2 separate regions of the Drosophila melanogaster genome follow, and region 2 is linked to region 1. The links are chromatin contacts, called in public Hi-C maps. All regions are on one chromosome and are shown on one strand. The core of a region is the stretch at or near the end of the contact, and the rest is flanking DNA. Distances in the headings are between cores, read along the strand shown. Region 1 holds the start of CycJ (Cyclin J). Region 2 holds the start of Rcc1 (Regulator of chromosome condensation 1).

Region 1 (3,196 bases), core at 280-2,779:
GTCATTTCACTTCTAAGCTATTTGGATTTCCTCCAAATGGTAATAGTTTCGTTTTTCCCTTTTACTAATCTTTGGCTACACTCTCCACTTTGGCGTGTTTCAATGGGTGCTGGTTTTCGGTATCGTCTTCAAAGCGCGATCGCTTCAAATTCGTTTGCTCTTTGGGAAGGAAAGTCGATGAATGTGGAGATGGATCCTGCAGCTGCACGGTAATTATGTTGTAGGTCTCTACTGTGACCACTTCATCGGAGACCACCAGGTTTGTGTTCTCAGTGAAGGACTCCTCGAATCCGGAATCGGGACTGGCTAAACTCTGGTTGGTCTGAACAGAGGGACTACCGTAGTCGGTCTGAATAACATGGTAATAATAATAGTCGGTCAGAACGTTCATGTACGGCTCGACATTCGCCTCAGTATAGGAGGTCAGTCCAACTAGGTACTCCGACCAGCGCCTGACCCCGCTGACCTGGCGAACTGCAGCAATGCAGGCGGCAGCCAAAAGGGATGGCAGATCGTTGGCAAATCTGGAAACTGAATGAGTGTTAAGTGGTATCCAATACCTTCCATGGGAATTCGATACTCACTGTACAATGTATAATCCGCCATGCGAAGGAGCAACTGCGCCAAAATGGACAGCATCTCTTCGAAGCTTATATATCGCTGGTACGGCTGGGTGTGATGGTTCCGCTCGTACTCATCCAACATCTCGATGTAGTTCTTGAAATCGGAGCGAGTGAGAAAACTGCAGGCGAAGAGCTCCACAAAACTGGCGGTGGTGGGACGTATTAGCTCGAAGTTCAGGAAGCACAGGATCTTCCTTTCCACAGCCTTGTACTCGAATGCCGTATAGGCGTTCTTGACCAATCGGTTCATTTCGCTGTAGCGCGGAATAAACGCATCCGTGTTTTCGATCTGCGCAGCTATATGAAGACAAGTGATGGCCACCAGGAGCAATTTGTCCGGACGGATTTTGTAGTAATCAACAAAGCGATCCATATAGTAGACGGCTGGAGTGAAACGAGTTACAATGAGTTGTGCACATGGGTTTTGTGCCTGCAGCGAGGCTCCTCTGTACAGTGCTCACCCAGGTGCAAAGCACAGCGACTAAGCTTGTGGGCGCTGGTCGCCAGTTTGAGCAACTGCAGCATTCTTCGGCGCTCGTTCAGCTGCGGCGAAAGGTAAAACAAAGGCCGACGGCTGAGTTCTTGCTCCCTCATGGTCAAAAATATATCCCGGGCATAGTCGGTGAGCCAGTGCGTCTTAGCCAGGCGCTACAAATTGGTATTTAACGAAATAAAGTCGGGTTCGCAAAAGTTAAGCACATGTCCGTTCACCTCGACATCTGCTTGCGGGCAAGTTTTCTTCAATTTGCGGTCGACGACGAAGATGTTCTGCTCGGCAGCCACTTTCTGCTCCATTGTATCGAAATTGAATGCAATGCCTTAAATCACCGATTTTAAGGCAAGAACTTAACGGCGGAAAAAAGCAAAACAAATGAAGGAGAAAACAAAAGGAGCGCAAACATGGCGCTACAACGGTTCCGGCCAGTGCTACCACACTGCGAAGCCAAACGAGCAGCGTTCCCAGACTGCGCTTGGGAGTGTTACCATTCGCTAAAATTAGCACATATGTACAAATATTTAAAACAAGTTTAATGATTAATTGTGTTACTTTAATTCATCAATAACAAGTGTTTTAATTTAATAATAAACTGTCATATGTGCTTAGTTCAAATCATCTGTAGTATTCAGTGAAGGCACGAATGTTTCCAAGCAAACGGGGACCTCATCTTTCTGATTTATCACCATTTGAGGCAGATCACAGCCAAAATAGGCGTTATTTTTGACACAGAACAGGATTAGCTGGCGCCAGCATTCGTCGACGGCCAGAAGATGGGGATTCCCGAAGATGATCATCATGGCACGTGCTCGGGAAACGGCCACGTTAAGTCGCTTGCTGCAACGCACGAATCCCAAGGAGAAGCGGGCATCCATGCGCAGGATCTCTTCTGATGAACGCACCGTGGATATTAGTATAATGTCTCGTTCCTGGAAATAACAAACGTTAAGTGTGCACGTAATATCGATTTTAGTTCCGACCCCACCTGTCCCTGAAACTCCTCGACGGATCCAATCTTCGGCATGACCACGTCGGTGCCAATGAACATACTCCGAAGCATCTTCACCTGCTTCTGATAGGGCGTGATTATACCGATCTGATCGGCAGTCACATTGGCACGGTACAGGGCGATGGTCATTAGGAACACCTCCCTGACCTCTTGGGGATTGAACCAGGAAGGGGAATCGTTATTTTGCCTGTTTTCGCCAATGATTCCGTAAAAGAACGTGCCGTGCGCTTGAGGGATATCCTTTTCTGACTCAAATACACACCGCAGTTTACTTAGTAGGCGAGATTCCCTTGAATCCTTTTCGGAAAGAACTGGGATCAGTTCGTCATCGTAGAATAGCCTGCTATAAATGCTCATAATCGACGGTAATGCTCGGTAATTGTACAACAATTTGGTTAGCACTAGTGGATTGTAGCCGGAGCTTTCGGGAAATCGCTGAAGATCTTTTCGATACGGCGACCGTTCCAGCAATCTCTCCAGAAAGGATATGGAAAATCCCATTTTCGAGGCAATTCGACTGGTGACAATAGACTGCAGCTGGCGAGGATCACCTGAGAGAACAACTTGAGAGCGTTTCTTCGTTAGCATTACAATGGGTACCATTGTTTCTGGTTCGGTGCATTGACCAGCTTCATCGAACAGCACGTGAGTGAAATGGCCCGCTGGAAACCCCAATTGTAAAAAGTTTCCCAAAGTAGTGCAGGTGGAGATGGTAATGCGATGAGTACCTATAAACTTAGCTTGACAGCGAAGCTTCAATCCCGATTCGGTGACCATCATCTATAGCAAATATCAACAAAGCCAAGATTAATTGGTGTCCAATCCAAATGATAAAATTTTTCTACTCACTTTGTCCTCGCAACTGCCCACAGCACCGACATCACTTGTGGCGCAGTAGCTCATTATTTCCGGAGGAATCAAGTCTTTCTCCACTTGATTGTACGAAACGAGGCGAATGAAATCTCCCTGGAGCAAAGCTTTGCTATCGATGAGCCTCTTTGTCACCAAATCCGCTGAGCTGTTCGACGGCGTTCCCACCAAGATTCGGGCACCAGGCAGATTCCTAAC
Region 2 (3,196 bases), core at 247-2,746, 2.5 Mb before region 1:
AGCAGCAGGAGCTTAAGGGAGCCGCCTGGTTTCAAGCGGGCATTCCCAGGGAAATATCCCTGGAGGCCCTGTCCCGACAGAGTCCAGGTGCGTTTCTAGTGCGCCAGAGCAGCACAAAGCCGGGATGTTTCGCCCTCTCGCTGCGAGTGCCACCACCTTCACCACGAGTGGCCCACTATCTGATCCTGCGGACGCAAAGGGGCTACAAGATAAAGGTAAGTCCGAGCACATTATATATAATATTTATTATATATTATGATGGTATTTACCATTTTAGGGCTTCACCAAGGAGTTCAGTTCGCTGAAGGCGCTGATCACGCACCACTCGGTGATGCCGGAACTGTTGCCCGTGCCGCTGACCCTGCCACGCCCACCTAGTACCCGATCGCAACGATCGCAGGGCGCCTACGCAGGCGGAACCGGAAACGGGGGAGCGGACTTCGAGATGTATGGCTCGCTGAACGACTTTCGCAAAATGATGGCCGATTTGAATGTGTGACCGCTGGGCGCTCTTAATTAATTAAGTAATTATGTCACGTTGATTGAATTAAGCTGCCCAGCTTGTCACATTGTCCTGCGTCCTGTGTCCTCTGTCGCGACAGGATAACAATCTGTTTAATTTGCGTAATTGGCTGTGCTGACGACGGTTGACGTGGCTACCAATAAATAGGGTCCATGTCCATGTGTACTCGGGCCGGCAAAGGCCCACCTGTCCGACAGGTGCTGCAAAAAGTGCACAAACATTTTTTATTAAAATTGATAATAAAATCAGCTACGTGGGCGGCTGCGATGGCTGTGGTTTCGCAGGGGCGTGTTTGCATACACAAATATAGGGAATACGCTCAAATCATTTTTGCGAAACTGATTAAAAAATGGCAAAAACATGCAATATGTATACGCAAACAGACATCAAGTGATTATTATTTTTCGCGTTTTTATCAATTCTGCTCGTTTTGTACGGCTAGTGCTGAGTGGCAGATGCATCAGACAGACGTACTATACATATCTGAATGGGGGCAGTCGGATTAAATGTTAATGTTTGGGTAGGGAAATCGAGGGTCGGCTGCCGGGATTTGGAGTGCGGATGCGGAATGGGCAAAGTGGATTCTTTTTGTATTTGATGCACTCACTTTGCGGTGCAGTGGCTAGATAGACTTATATGGGAAGTAAATGAATAACCAATTATATTGTAACTCTATGTATTTTGTAATAAAGTTAATGGAAAACCTTTTCAAATAGTATTGTTTATTTTCTGATCTATAGCATGCAATATACATACAATCACGTTGAAAATGAAGCATTGGCTTAAAGGTAGAACATTTTATAATATTTAACAACAAATTTGTTTTGAAATAATGTGAGTGGGTAAGGAAAGTTTAAATTTCCCGCACATTATCGATAGCTCTTTCGATAGAATCGGTCGGCAATCGGCTCGCAAACTCGCTAGAGAACTGTTAACCAACTGTCATAGTTTGAGTTCACGCTACGCTCCATTCTAAAAGTTATCAATATCTCGAAATAAATAAACTGTGGGTTATAGCAGGCTTTGTTTTATTATTTGCAATTAGGAACAGTGCAAAGATAACAAAGATGTACTAACAATTGGTCAATAGGCGCAGAAGCGACCCTGAAATTGGAGTGTGACCTCGCTAATAGCCAGATGCGGCGGGGAATTCGCCAAGCCCGCAACACTGTACCCTGAAGGCCAGCTGCCGCCGCTTCCCGCGCATTTTCTTCGACCCAGGTAGGTCGCATTGGGATTCGCTTGCATTTGGTGTTTTCACTCGCCTCCAAACCGCCGTAGCAACACCATCTAGACAACGTGGAACTCCCGCTGAACCAGAGACCGGCATTATTTCCATTGTGAGTGTGAGCAGAACTAAGCTGCATCACCGGCGTCCCTAACCTTATATATATTTCTTACACACACACACAAACGCACTATTTCCAGTTTCGGTGACAAAAAATTGTGAAAATACAAGCTAAAATGCCGCGCAGAAAGGCCCTGACTAATAACAACAATGCCGGCGAAGCGGAGCAGCAGCCACCGAAGGCGAAGCGCGCCAGAATCGCTTTTCATCTGGAGCTGCCCAAGCGGAGGACCGTGCTCGGCAACGTGCTAGTCTGCGGCAACGGCGATGTGGGCCAACTTGGTCTCGGCGAGGACATACTGGAGCGCAAGCGTCTCAGCCCTGTGGCGGGCATCCCGGATGCCGTGGACATATCCGCCGGTGGCATGCACAACCTGGTGCTGACCAAGTCAGGGGACATTTACTCATTCGGTTGCAATGACGAAGGTGCTCTAGGCCGTGACACCAGCGAGGATGGCAGCGAGTCAAAGCCGGATCTTATCGATTTGCCCGGCAAGGCTCTGTGCATTTCGGCGGGAGACTCGCATTCCGCTTGTCTGCTGGAGGATGGCCGTGTCTTCGCTTGGGGCTCGTTCCGGGACTCTCATGGCAACATGGGCCTCACCATCGATGGTAACAAGCGTACGCCCATCGATCTGATGGAGGGCACTGTCTGTTGTAGCATCGCGTCCGGCGCCGATCATTTGGTCATCCTGACCACTGCCGGAAAGGTCTTTACCGTGGGCTGCGCTGAGCAGGGACAACTCGGCCGGCTGTCGGAGCGTTCCATCTCCGGAGAGGGTAAGTCTTGGCATTCAAATTTTCAACGAAATTCGTATTAAAAAAATGTTAACCCCCAGGTCGTCGTGGCAAACGCGACTTGCTGCGGCCCACCCAGCTCATCATCACGCGGGCCAAACCTTTTGAGGCCATCTGGGCCACCAACTACTGCACATTCATGCGCGAGTCACAGACACAGGTCATCTGGGCCACAGGGCTTAACAACTTCAAGCAGCTGGCCCACGAGACAAAGGGCAAGGAGTTCGCACTGACGCCCATCAAGACGGAACTCAAAGATATCCGACATATTGCCGGCGGTCAGCACCATACTGTCATCCTGACAACGGACCTTAAGTGTTCCGTAGTGGGTCGTCCGGAGTACGGTCGGCTTGGTCTGGGCGATGTCAAGGATGTTGTGGAGAAGCCAACGATTGTAAAGAAGCTGACCGAAAAGATTGTGTCCGTTGGATGTGGCGAAGTCTGTTCCTATGCCGTTACAATTGATGGCAAACTGTATTCCTGGGGCTCCGGTGTCAACAATCAACTAGGCGTTGGCGACGGCGATG

Evidence for each region. Hi-C and Micro-C count contacts between places; a contact is called where the count stands out from the background.
Region 2: a contact with region 1 is called in a Hi-C map of the Kc167 cell line, with 2.4 times the contacts expected there. The contact joins the promoter of Rcc1 here to the promoter of CycJ in region 1. A contact is called at or near these places in 3 of 107 Hi-C or Micro-C datasets (all in the Kc167 cell line) and 1 of 6 datasets of contacts at active chromatin or transcription factors (the Kc167 cell line).

Annotation. Positions count from the first base shown.
Region 1 is chr3L:3,464,761-3,467,956 of dm6, reverse strand. It overlaps CycJ (Cyclin J), which reads right to left and starts at 1,529. Exons shown (of 4, transcript NM_206267.2): 1 at 1,335-1,529; 2 at 1,085-1,271; 3 at 585-1,007; 4 at 1-524. The coding sequence starts at 1,418. The coding sequence ends at 433. CG46463 reads right to left here. Exons shown (of 8, transcript NM_001382167.1): 6 at 2,978-3,196; 7 at 2,105-2,908; 8 at 1,643-2,048. It overlaps armi (armitage), which reads right to left. Exons shown (of 8, transcript NM_001014556.4): 6 at 2,978-3,196; 7 at 2,105-2,908; 8 at 1,643-2,048. The coding sequence ends at 1,725.
Region 2 is chr3L:5,931,073-5,934,268 of dm6, reverse strand. It overlaps Rcc1 (Regulator of chromosome condensation 1), which reads left to right and starts at 1,496. Exons shown (of 3, transcript NM_079219.3): 1 at 1,496-1,863; 2 at 1,952-2,651; 3 at 2,711-3,196. The coding sequence starts at 1,988. It overlaps Egfrap (EGFR adaptor protein), which reads left to right. Exons shown (of 6, transcript NM_001038902.3): 5 at 1-215; 6 at 278-1,233. The coding sequence ends at 499.